Linked DNA regions of Oryctolagus cuniculus: region 1 is linked to region 2. The links are chromatin contacts, called in public Micro-C maps. All regions are on one chromosome and are shown on one strand. Each heading gives the region's core, a stretch centred on a gene start, on an enhancer-like site or on the middle of the called end of the contact. The rest is flanking DNA. Distances are from core to core; before and after follow the strand shown.

Region 1 (6,270 bases), core at 502-3,001, 270 kb before region 2:
TAAGCAGAGAAGCCCTGATCCATCTTTGAGTAACCGTTTCTCCCTTTTAATTAGTCTCTCCTGTCTGATGCTAATTTTGCCTGACTCATATCCCTGGGTCCATCTTTCTAGGTCTTACGAGCTCTCTTAATTCATGTGACACTGCAGTTTTTTCCACATTATCACCACGAATGGCTGCCAACTTTCATTTGTTTTGTGTTATAACTCAAGGAAAAGTTGTCCAGTAGCTAATCTAATAAATGTTCTCTTGTCTTCCTGCATGAAGGCCAAAGCTTTTTCCTACCATCTAAATGCATCCTCTGAAGATTATAGTCCTTAGCCTTTTTATGTTTGTTTACCATCTCTTTGCTAGCTGGGGAGGGGGAGTGGAGGCAGCTTGAGATTTTCAAGGGCATGAATGGGGGAAGGGGGACATACAGGTACAGCTCTTTTCCATTTTGCATTCTGTCTTCGCACTCTCTTTGCATTCTACTGGCTCCCATCTATTTTTCATCTTTCCCACCTGAACTACTTGATATCTCTGTTTCTTCTAAGTAAAGCACAGCTCCCTGTAGCTTGCGGTCAGAAATCTACCTGCTTTCAAAATGAGAGCTGTCTGGGTCAGACTTGGTATTTAATTTCCCCCTTGTACTCACAGCTTTCAGATACAAAGAAGCACTCTCTGCAGTTCTAGTGTACATGAGCTATGATTGTAAGATACGAAACACCTGCATGATTCTTTAAAATATTCAGTCTATGATATTACATGCAAAAGATACTAATAGTCTCGGTGTTCAGAAGTACCTGCAGGGCAGAATATTCTTATGCTAACCCTGAAGCCAGGTAATAGGCAAAGCAAACCATATTTTTCTGCCTGCCTGCTCTCTGGAGCATTTCTCTTTCTCTGTCTTTCCTTCTCTCCCTCCCTTTCTTCCTCTTGAAATACCAATTTAGAAGCTTAGAATTACATAAGACATGAACACAGTTGCTAACAAGAATCAGTATCTATATTTATTCATCTCCTTGCTGCCCTGGACCTCAGGCTGCTATTTGAGGCTTTTTGCAGGAGGCAAGCATGTACAGGAGAAATTGTCAGTGCTGGGCTGAATTCTGTTCTTAATAAGAATTGGAGCAAAGTATTCTACAGTCAGTTTGATGACAGATGCAGCAAATCTATTTCTCCTGGGCCAGCTTTTCTATGCTGCCAGGCATATTCCTGTCTGCCATTTAGCTATTTCTCCCCACACCTCCGTGTGTCTTGCAATGGAGAAATCATCTCTCGGAGACGATGATCCTCCCACCTGCCTTTTGGAAATCGAGCAGGTCAAATATTGGGTCACATACAATGTGATGTTTCTCATCCAAAAGAGAAAGTGTGTTGAGATTCAACCCCCAAAGTGTGCCTTAGAATTCCTACTGGCACCTTTCCGTTCCGGAGGCAATGTTGTCCCTGATACTGTTTTTACAGACAAAAGAATAAACTCCCATATTTTCCAACACTGTAGACTTTTATTTTTCCCGTCTCTAGAAGTTAAAAATCACAGACATTTGTAGAGATATTGAGTCACTTTTTTCATGTATGTCTATTTTGGAAGAGGATTTTCCCAGCTTGTCCATTTTGCATGGCTGATGCGTAAGTCCTTTCTTCCTCCTGCCTTCCAGGGGCTGGAGAGGCAGAGGAGACAGGCGCTGGTACCGCAGAGCTGTTATCTGATTGGCTCGTCGCTCGTGGCCGGGCTATAAAAGAGACCCCTACAGGCCTGGAAAGGAGAAGCTCAGGATTCTGGCAGCATCTTTGCAGGAGTGAAACCGAAGCTTGAGCAAAACAGAGGCCACAGCTCCTCCTGCTGCGTTTCTTTCCTCCTCGGCGAATCCCACGCTGTTAGACAAGATGTGCAAAGGGCTTGCAGGTCTGCCGGCTTCCTGCTTGAGGAGGTAAGATTGTTTTCAGCTACTAACTACGTTCAACTTTTGGACAGACTTTCTCAGTTACTTGCTAGTTGTGTTTACTAACCTGGTTCTTTGGAGTAGCAGTCTGATCAGGGGAGAATATTTCCCTGGATTTTCTCCAAGAATAACTTGATTTGTGACTTAAGAACTGTGCTTCCCAAATTCTGATATTAGTGTGTTGTTTCATGTGACCTCAGTTTTGAAAACTGTTGTGATCTTTTAGCCAAGTCCTCTAACTAAGCTAGTGCTGATTAAGAATCATATGAGGTGTTGACTCTACTTGCTGTATCTGTGATCACCTCCATTATGTGAGCATACCTGGATAATTGCAAGCACTGTGACTCTCTGAAATTCATTTAGGGGAGGACACCTCGGAATGAACTTGTGCTACATCATCAGAAAGCCACAATGCTTTCTGTTGGGGCTACAGTATCGTTCTATATTCTCATAAACAAATGTCACAATGAAATAGTTTCTATGCTACATGTCTCTTTTTTTCTCTGTTCTTATCTCTCATTCTTAAAGTGTCTTATGTGAGTGGTAGTTAAGGAGTATTGATTATAACAAGTCATCTGAGGGTTCTGTAGAAGAGCTCATCCTAAAGAGATTGTTTTGTCAATATAAAAACAAAGACTTAAAAATATATAGCTACTCTTCTGTCTTTTTAAATAGGCGTAAGTAGATGATTTCAGAAAATGCTAGATATTCATCAGTTGAAAGTAAAATACAAAATGAGAGCGTATTACATCACTTAATCTTGCAGCTAAAGGTAAAAAGTCAATCTGCAAGTGTACTACCTCTTTTCTTGTCTCCCTGCAAAGAACAATCACCTTACATTTCAATTTGGAGTTAATTCCAAGAAGCATAATCTTTTGTGTGTTTTGAAGCCATTTGCCTTTCATTCAGAAGCAGGACAGTATTGATATATTCTCCGTAATGAAGCAGGAGGTTCTGGTAGAGAGTACTGATGGGATAAATACCTCTCACCTTCACCATTAATTTCCTAACTGGATAGAGCAAGACCATCCACGCTTCAGTTAAATCACATATAAAATTAATCATGCAAAATGCAGAAGTGTCAGGGAAAAGTTATGCTCCAGTAAATATTTAGTGATTCATAGATGGGAGATTGTGCTAGAGGTCTGCCCTTGAGGCACTGAGCAACTGATTGAGAAGGTTAAGCTCACAGTCAGTAGGTAGCTGTTCTTCCCCTCCTCACAGGGGAAACGTCAATCATCTAGTCCAGCACTTTCTCCAGCAGTGCCCGAGCTTCCGGAGGGACTTCCCACTGCCCGGGGTGTGTGAGTGAAGATCACATCCAGTTCCTCATTCCAGTGACTTCTGAAGTGATTTTCGTTTTTATTTGTACTGTTTTATTACGTTAAAAGGATACTTTCTGTGCATACTCTCAACTCATTAGGAAATGACCCTACACTGGGCAGTCAATAGCCATGGGATCTCAAACAGAGGAGGCACATGGTAGTACGGAATAATTTCTATTTACATTGACTCACAATACACTCATGCCATCACCTTAGAACCACTCTAGGCTTCAGGAATATATCTTGCTATCATTAAGGAGAATTTCCCAATCCCTGTGCAGTCACCAGTTGAGAAAGCAGAGAAAGGCAAATAGTCATGTGAAGAAGAGAAAATACCATTTAGGGGGCAGTCCAAGGACCTAATGGAATTCAAACTTTCTTGGGAAGCCGACATAGATAAACCTTTAGTATATCAATAACCATTCTAAAATTTCTTTTTACCCTTTATTTCCCCCCTACAAGTAGGAACACTTAGCTATCCATTTCTTTTTAAAATCATTTCTCTTTTTAACTATTTTGTAGCTTTTATAGTAAGAGATACAAGCAAAAACATGGTAGTGTAAGAGAAGAGGTAAAAGCTTATCTCTGGGCCTCCTTTTTGAGCTACTGAGGAGTACTGACATAGCCTGGTCACCTATGAAATGGCAATACACCAGAAACTCTGCCCGCAATCGCAATCACTAGTTTCAGGAGTGATTCTAGATGGCTTCTTCAGTGTATAAATATTAAAAAAGAAGGCAATAGCAGCACTATATTGTCTGGAAGAACTAATCTAAAGGAACGTGGGTTTCACCCTGAGCATTTGCGTTAACCACTCCATTTCTGAAGCTACACACCTCAGTATGTACTCCATATTTACCCCATAACACATATTTCTTGTTCCATCACATATTTGGATGGAAAGAAAGAGACCCTTAATTTCCAAAGGAGCTTCTTACTCTGCCTGCAAGGAGACAGATGACAATAGCAACCAACCACCAGAAGGGGGCGTGCAGCAAAAAGGTGTCGAATTTTGCAGTTACTGCTGCTTTCTAACTCCTAAAAATTACTCAAAGAACAGTCATGTCTTCTTGTGTGGTTATATTGATGATACCAAGTGTTTCATTGTTGCACCAAAATGGCATGTGTACAGAACGGGCTTCTAAGACAGATTGAAGGGTCAGAATTCCAATTATAGATAAGTAAACCAGTGTTATGACTCTCATCTCAAGGTTGTGCATTAACTCATTGGCAGAAACAAGTGTTGCTTTCCTGAGAATTAATGCCAACTTCATCTCCTATTCCCTAAATTAACTGTCTCTGCACTATATGCTACTAATGAATTCTTCAAGCCTACCACTAGGTGTCTTAAGACAGGTGGTTACCATCGTTAATTCCCTTGCTTTCCTCTTCTGTGCAGTGCAAAAGATATGAAGCATCGGTTGGGTTTCCTGCTGCAGAAGTCAGATTCCTGTGAACATAATTCCTCCCACAGCAAGAAGGACAAAGTGGTTGTTTGCCAGAGGTAAGAGAAATGGCCTGGATGAAAGCCCATTGAGTTTTAACTATCTGAGTTTAGAGAGTTGTATAAGAAAAGAAGGAAAGTATGCCCCTAGTTAAGCCAGATTTGGATCAAGATGGCCCCCATGTTCATGGAAATCATAACTACATTGGAGATTTTTTCCCACATATTTACTGAAAAAAAAAAAACATGATCTAATCAATAATAGAGCTGTTCATGATGATAAAAAATAAAATCTCTACATTTTATTAAGTCTTAGATTGCTTGCCCCAGTTTTTTGTATCATAAATTCAAACTATTTTTTTTCTCTGTAATGTCTCTAGGGTGAGTCAAGAGGAAGTCAAGAAATGGGCCGAATCACTGGAAAACCTGATTAACCATGAATGTAAGTCTGACGGTTTTTTATCCCGCTCATGGGATGAGGTTAAAGGCACTGTGGAGGAGGCAGGTTATCTCATATTATGCTGGCCTCATAGGAACTGCAGAAAGAACAAGGTTCATTGTGATTTCCAAACCCAAGATGACGTTTTGGTCTTATATCCAGTCTGTTTAACATTTTACCATGCACTAGTGCTTTGTGAAGTACAATGGAAAGTTCACAAAGGAACCATCAGAGAACCATCTCTATCATCAGGTAGAAAAAGGCAGAGAGGAAAAGCTTCTGAATATTGAGATATTCTTACAGAATCAACCTCAGCTTCTCTTTCCCAAACCTACCTTGGTAATTGATAGCCACTTAGGTGTTTTAGAAACAAAACACATTCGATTTTGAGCATGAATCATTTTGTGTAACTGGATCTACTAGATACTATTCAGAGATTAGAGTTGCCTTCCCCCAAGTGACCCTCCAAAGAGGAGAAAATTGGGGAGTCCTTGAACCTATGCTTTATTTCCAAGTACCACAGCTTTATCTGAACTGCCATGTCCAAGAGGTCATTGAGTATGATAACATGTGTGGTTCTTTCTCCTGTATTGCAGGTGGGTTGGCAGCTTTCAAAGCTTTCTTAAAATCTGAATATAGTGAGGAGAACATTGACTTCTGGATCAGCTGTGAAGAGTACAAGAAAATCAAATCACCCTCTAAACTAAGTCCTAAGGCCAAAAAGATCTATAATGAATTCATCTCAGTCCAGGCAACAAAAGAGGTAGGTTTTCATGGCAGTGAACCCCCTGGGTCTCTCATGAAGGTGTCTGGAAGTGGTATTCAGGGGCACGTATCTTTAGATCCTGTGAGTTACAGGAAAAGATGTAACAGTGGAGTCATAAGCTTGACAACCTCAAATAAACCAGTTAAGAAAAAAGTGCTTTTATCCACATGATTTAAATAACTCCTTTAAGGTATTTTTTTTTACATAAATTTCTTCAGTTTAGAGAAAGAAAACAAATTTTCCATGCTTACCCTGAAGCAGAATGAACCTCTCATATTCTTTCACGTATACCAAGTTAGAGCCAACTTTTTTTTTTTTCATTCCTGGAGTATGCAGGGTGCCCTGTTAGTATTCAGTACAAAGCATGCAG
Region 2 (6,395 bases), core at 2,384-4,883:
CAGGGCCCCAACTGTTTATATATCATTGTACATTATACTAATTCAAAACATATGAAAATATTAAACATTTTATTATTAATTCATAACTACAGATAATAAATGTAAAGGATATTCCGACACTTGTGAATAAAGGATTTGGCATATTAAATTTTTTTTTAAGATTTATTTATTGGAAAAGCAGGGCAACAATAGGTGAAGAGAGACTGAGAAAAAGAGAGAGAGGAAGGGAGGGAGAGAAAGAGATCAGTCTTTCACCCACTGGTTCACTCCCCATATGGCTGCAATAGCCAGGTCTGGGCACGCTGAAGCCAGGAGTCAGGAACTCCATCAGGGTCTCCCACATGGATAGCAGGGGTCCAACTACTTGGGCCATCTCCCACTGTCTTCCTAGGCTCATTTTGAGGAAGCTGGATGAGAAGCAGAATAGCTGGAACTTGAACAGCACTCTGATATGGGATGCCAGAGTCGAAAGTAGCAGCTTAATCTGTTGTGCCACAACACTGGTCCTTGCATATTAAATGCTAGTTGTAACAGAAAAGGAACCCAATAAGATACATACAGGAAAAAAAAAAAAGGAGGAAGAGGGTGTGGGGATGCCCAAAGTAATCTTTCAAGGAGGGACAGATCTATTGTAAAGAATATATAGTATAACAGTCTAGGAGGGAAAAAAATAAAGGTCTAGAAAGAAAAGTAGTGATCAATAGCATTGGTAGAGGGAATAAATTTTATCTTCTGAGATAGGAAAATAAGAAATAAGTAGATAAATTTCACATTGAAATGAGGAGGCAGAATTTAAGGTGTATGTTTCATGATGGCTTTTCTCTCTCAATTAATTGGGAAGAAGGTACTGAAAATGTACCTTCTTGGTAATTCCTAGTCAAATGAATAGGTGACTGACAGCTAGTAGGGTATAGAGCTGAATTTTGGCATTTCACCTGTTCGTACCACATTAGACCTAATGGATCAATTTTCTTTCCTTACCAATCTGCTGAAAGCAAATTGGAAACAACAGTTTGGAATTCTTGTTGTTTAAAAAGGAGGTTGATTTAAAGCAGTAGCTACCACAGGAACACTACCTGTATGAAAGATAGAGTCCCAACAGCAGCAGACTACCATAGTCTCAGTGAGCATCCCAGTCTTGTCTTTCGAAGGTCCATTTGGTCTTTTCAGAGCTGACATAAAGTCTTTAAAGGGTAATCTAGAAAGTGAGCATGGACTTAAAATTATGAAGGGAACAGGCATAGCACATTGCAGATGCAGATGAATAATAAGTGTCTGAAATATACCTTTTCAACTACCCTGGTCACTTTCTAACAGTCTGGGAAGGGGATTGAGAAAAGTGGTAAGACTTGTGAGAAATTGCTGAAATTTACAGGACAGGAAGCTGACTAATGGTAAATTAAGACTGCCATGAATCACAGAAAAGCTGAAGTTAGGGACTAAGAATCTGACAAACATCACTTTGCATTACTTTCTCCAGGGTGCTCAACCTGGGGATTTTCAGGCTAGCTTCAGGGTTATGGTTTGACAGGCACCTGGGTCAGATCACTGGACACAGGGAATCTGGATACAGATAAAGCAGCAACGTAGGTTGAGAAAGGAGGTAATAGCAAGAGAACTGACAGAGAAAATGAAATAGAGGAGCAGATACAGGGTTAGAGGAAATACAGGAGAGGATAAAGACGATGCTTACAGGAAGAATCTAGACTGGTCCCTGATGCAAGGTTCCACTTAGGATTTTTTGACTTTACGATGGTATAGAAGCGACATGCCCTCAAGAGAAATCATACTTTGAATTCTGAAGTTCTCCTTGGCTGGTGATTATGCGGTATGATTCTCTCTTGCGATGCCAGCCGGTAGCTATGAACCAAGAAGCTGCAGCTCCCAGTCAGGTATGCAATCACTAGCAGGGGGAAAACCTAAACAACCCGACTTAGGCATATATGTTGCTATGATGTTTAGTAAGTTGGTTATATAAAAAACATATTTTCAACTCTTATATTTTTGACTTAAAGTGGGTTTATCAGTCTATAACCTCATCACAGGTCAAGGAGCATCTTTGTACTGTAGTTTAATTTTCCTCAGCAGTGTCTTTATGGACAATGACAAAACTCTAGAAAATGTAGGGTGAGAAATCTTTCCTTCCATCCTCCACCTCACACCAATCCACTGACAATTTGGTATCAGGCAACCAAATTTTAAAAGGCACATTCATTTCACATTTATTTACTATAGATACAATAAAATGGTTGTCTTGTTTTTCTTCTTTTTTCATCTCATTTTCCTCTTTCCCTATGGCGCATTCTGAAGTTGGCTTTTGCTATGGCTTGTATATTAGTTTGGATGGAGGGATTAAGGGCACTATGGCTAAGCTCAGGGTGACAAGGGAGAAAGAACCAGGGGCAAGTCATAGAGCCCATGTATTATGGGCTTCCCATCCAAAGTCTTATGTTAATGGTATTAAGAAGGTGGAAACTAATCTATTACAGATTTAGAGGTGGGACCTTTAGGAACCAATTACATCGAATTAAACTGTTGTATGGGAGGGGAGTCCCAGACTCCCCATTAAACAGACCTCTCACGGGAAAATGCTCTACCCTGCAGCCAGATGCAAGCTCTCGGCTGCCCCAAACCTCAATTACACATAATTCCCACCCCCAGTTTCCCCCGCAGTTAGGCCTGGCACATCCTCTGGAGCAAGATCCTGATTTGCAAGAGGTGCAGCTCCTCCTTGGTAGAATCCAACACACTCGGGAAGGGCACGTTGGGGGAGCAGTCAGCGGTGGGAAGCCCCCGAGTGCCTGGCTCCAAGTGGAGGGAGGGAGGGGGAGAGAGGGAGTGGAGGGGGAGAGAGAGAGAGAGAGATAGAGAGAGAGAGGAAGGGAGGGAGGGAGGGAGAGAGAGAAGCTAAGGTTGCGAGACCTGGATCTACTCCAGGTAGTGTCACTTTCTTTGTAACGAGGGACAACCCATTTGTCTCTCAGCCCAGTTATCGTGGCTGTAACAGAAGATTTGAGCAGATGCAAGGCTGGGTTCCTTCTGCCCCTCCAAGTCGCGCTTAGGAAATAAGATTTGGAGGCTGTGCGTCCATAACCGGGCTAGGCTGCCCGTAAATTCTTGTGCCCGGCTGAGGGCCATACGTAATCCGCTCAGTTTATGAGCGCCCTCTTACGAGGCGATGCTGACGGTGTCTAACTGCCTTCCCCCACTCGCACCAGCACTTGACTGGAGCTTCCAGGGGGTGATGCCTAAAGTTCTGCCACAGCACCCGGCTCGGCAACGCTCAAGCAACGTCGGTACTGTTAACTCTGGGACTCTTGACTTACCCCCGGTTCACTGCAAGCCCCGGGTTCTTTCTCCCTTGTCACCCTGAGCTCAGCCATAGCGCCCTTAATCCCTCCATTAACTTTTGCCCTGCAATTGGGCACCCTCTCGGTAAAGTCCCAGGTCCCCGCCGAATGCCCAACCCCGGACCCGCCCCCAAGCCGCAGCCCCCACGCTTCCTGCCGAGGCCAGGGTCCGACTAGACGCCAAGTCCGCGAAAACTAGTTCCGCGCGCAGCCCGGCACGCGCCTGCAAGCGCCGCCCACTTAGGGCTTTTTGAGCCCACCCGGCACCCGGCGCGGCCGGAAGTGCGCTCGGCGGGACGGGGCGGGACTTCCAGGAGGAGGCGGCAGTTTTGAAAAGTGACAACGGTTGGTGTTTGCTGAGTTTTGACTTGGCCGTGACTGCTACCGGGATTTTCCGCCCTCCTGCGGGCGGCTGCGGCGGTAGGTGAGCGCGAGCGGACGCGGGAGGAAGGGAGGCCGAGGGCGTCCCGGGCCGCCTCTGGCGTCGGGACCGCGGCCTGGCTGTTTTCGTGGTGCGGGGCGCCGGGTCGGAGGAGCGCGCTCCTGGAGGGTGGGGCTTGCCTGCGGCTCCTTTTTCTTTGAGTCCAGGAACAGACCGAGCTCAGTGCCAGTGAAGCTAAGGCTGTTATCGGGTGTGGCATAGACTGTGGGGCGAGTTGACCTGGAGCTGGTCAGGCTAAGCTTGTGTTTCTGTGTATTTAAAAATCCGTGTATCAGGAAGGGGGTTGACAGCGAGGCTTGTTCGGGTGCAGAGGCCAGATCTTGGTTGTTTCAGTATGTCTTAATCAAAACCCAATCCCAAAACCATGAAGCAAAAGGAAAAGCTATCATACCTCATCCAAGTCAGAGGGCAGCGTGTGAGTGGCACTGGGATCATTTTCCTCGCTCCTATGCATGGTTCTCAAAAAATGTTTGCAGCAAAACACACTTTTTAATTCCGTTCTCCACGAACTGTTTGGGTACCCTCGTATGCGTTCAGAAGAACTTTTGTGTTTAATTCATTGGGATTGGGAGTCCTTTCTGTTTGTGTTGAATTGTGATCTCCGCAAGCCAGTTTTGGCAAAACGCAGTGTGTGAAACGTAATGGACATTCTTCCAACACCTGTGCTCAGCACCTTGGTGTTGCAAAGAAAGAAGAAACCCGAGGAGCAAGTAGCAGTTAATTTCGGCTGCTTGCTCAGCCGTCGAAGGGTCATTTTTCATGTACTGTCCTGCCCATGCACTCAGACTGTGTGCTTGGAAGGGCCGTCTTCCTCAGTTCCCCCGCACTCACGTATCGATGAGTGAACTGGACCTGAGATTGTTCTAGGGAGGAAGGATAGGGTTTGGATGTGGCAGGAGGCCCTTTGGGAATCAAGCTTGGAGGAGACTAACTTGTAGCCAGAAGTTCATTCGATTGGTGAAAGTTTTAGAAACCAAGCAGAAAAGTCGGAATTTGCTTTAGTGGGTAAAGTAATTGATGTATTTTTGTGTAGATGTTACATGATGCCTTTTATGTTGTATTAGGATTAATCTAAAAGCAGAGTGTACAAAGCATGTGAGAGGAAAGGGATGTGTGATAGGAATTACGAGGTATTTCACACCTGCTCTTCCTGTTGTGGCAATCTCTAATCCAGATGTGGCTTGTTTTGGAAAATGATTTTTTTTGGTAGTCTTTGGCCCAGTTCTTTCATCAACAGTTTTTAAAGTATGACTTTAAAAATATAGGATGCATATTTATATATATATATATGTATATATTAATGCTGAAAGGGACACCTACTATGGGAGGTGCCAGAGTCTAGATTTAAAAAGATAACAAGCTCTAGAATGAAAGCTTACGATTATGTGGTTTATTAGTAGAAATACAAGCCCTTGCCTAAGGTTAAAATAATGAGTTACCTAAGAATAACATGGAGAAGTGCAGGCTTCATCTAAGTGGGTCATGTTGAAGAGGTTCTTAAGTTTGAGTTGATCATAAGCATGTGTTTGCCGGAAGTAGTGAGGATGGCTGTAGACTAGATCACCAGAGGCCATTGCCTACGGTAGGAGTACTCTCCCCTAGGCAGACTAAATCTGGAGTGTTGTGTTCAGTTTGGTCAACACATAAAACAGTGTGTTTGAGAGGAAGGTAAGTAGGATGGTGTGATATCTTGAAATTTATATTTAGTCTTTATCCCTGTTTCCTGATATATAGCTTATAAAGTGCTTGGACTCTTTGCTGCTTGTTGTGTTTTTGTGTGCTAATGATGGCTGGTAGCAGTATCCTTTGTAAAAAACCAGTAAAATAAGCATTTCCCCGAGTTCTGTGAATCACTCTAGTAAATTAATGAAACCCAAGGAGAGGGTCGTGGGGATCCCGATTTGTAGCTGGTGGGCCACAGCACAGGTAAAACAACCTGGGGCTTTCACTGGGTGTCTGAAGTGGGTGAGGGGTGCTGCAGCCTTGGAAACTGAGCCCTCCCTCCACCTGTGGAATTTGACTGCAGGTGAGTGTTAGAAGTGAACTGCATTAGAGGACCACCAGCTGGTGACTGCAGAGGACTGATTGCCAGGTGTGTAGGGAAAAACCCACACAGGATTGTTCACAGAAATCTTCCATGTTGATTGCTCTTGAGCTAGAGCAGCGTAGAGAGAACCATGTTTATAAAACAATATCATATATGGAGTGGCTTTAGGTAAAGAAGCTGTGTATACTCTAAAGAGAACTTCGCAGAGGTTGATAGCTTTCTTCACGTTTTTGAAAGCAGTGTCTACAGACAGGGATTAATACCGTCTATGTAGTGGTAGTCACTAGAAATAAGACCAGCAAGTGGAAGTTACAACAAACGTTTCTATGAAGCATGAGGAAGAGTTATCTAAGTGGAAACAAATTTTTTCAGAACTAGTGGACTCTTAGATGTTTTTGTGTTCCCGCAGAATGGTGGTCACCTTTTAGAATGGCTTCCTACATTGATTTGAGGTTAGGAAAGTTGTCAGAGCTTCTCTTTAATCCTGATATTTTAAGAAACATTAGAAGCCAAAGAAATGGGTTTCCAGGGTATGGGCCATTTCAGGTTCTTCGCA

Evidence for each region. Hi-C and Micro-C count contacts between places; a contact is called where the count stands out from the background.
Region 1: a Micro-C map of ear pinna shows a contact between it and region 2, with 9 times the contacts expected there. The contact joins the promoter of RGS4 here to the promoter of NUF2 in region 2. A contact is called at or near these places in 5 of 6 Hi-C or Micro-C datasets (ear pinna, embryonic fibroblasts, psoas muscle and 2 more).

Annotation. Positions count from the first base shown.
Region 1 is chr7:35,609,861-35,616,130 of mOryCun1.1, reverse strand. RGS4 (regulator of G protein signaling 4) reads left to right here and starts at 1,751. Exons shown (of 5, transcript NM_001082214.1): 1 at 1,751-1,914; 2 at 4,651-4,755; 3 at 5,076-5,137; 4 at 5,731-5,897. The coding sequence starts at 1,871.
Region 2 is chr7:35,339,990-35,346,384 of mOryCun1.1, reverse strand. NUF2 (NUF2 component of NDC80 kinetochore complex) reads left to right here and starts at 3,633. Exons shown (of 14, transcript XM_008264151.4): 1 at 3,633-3,770.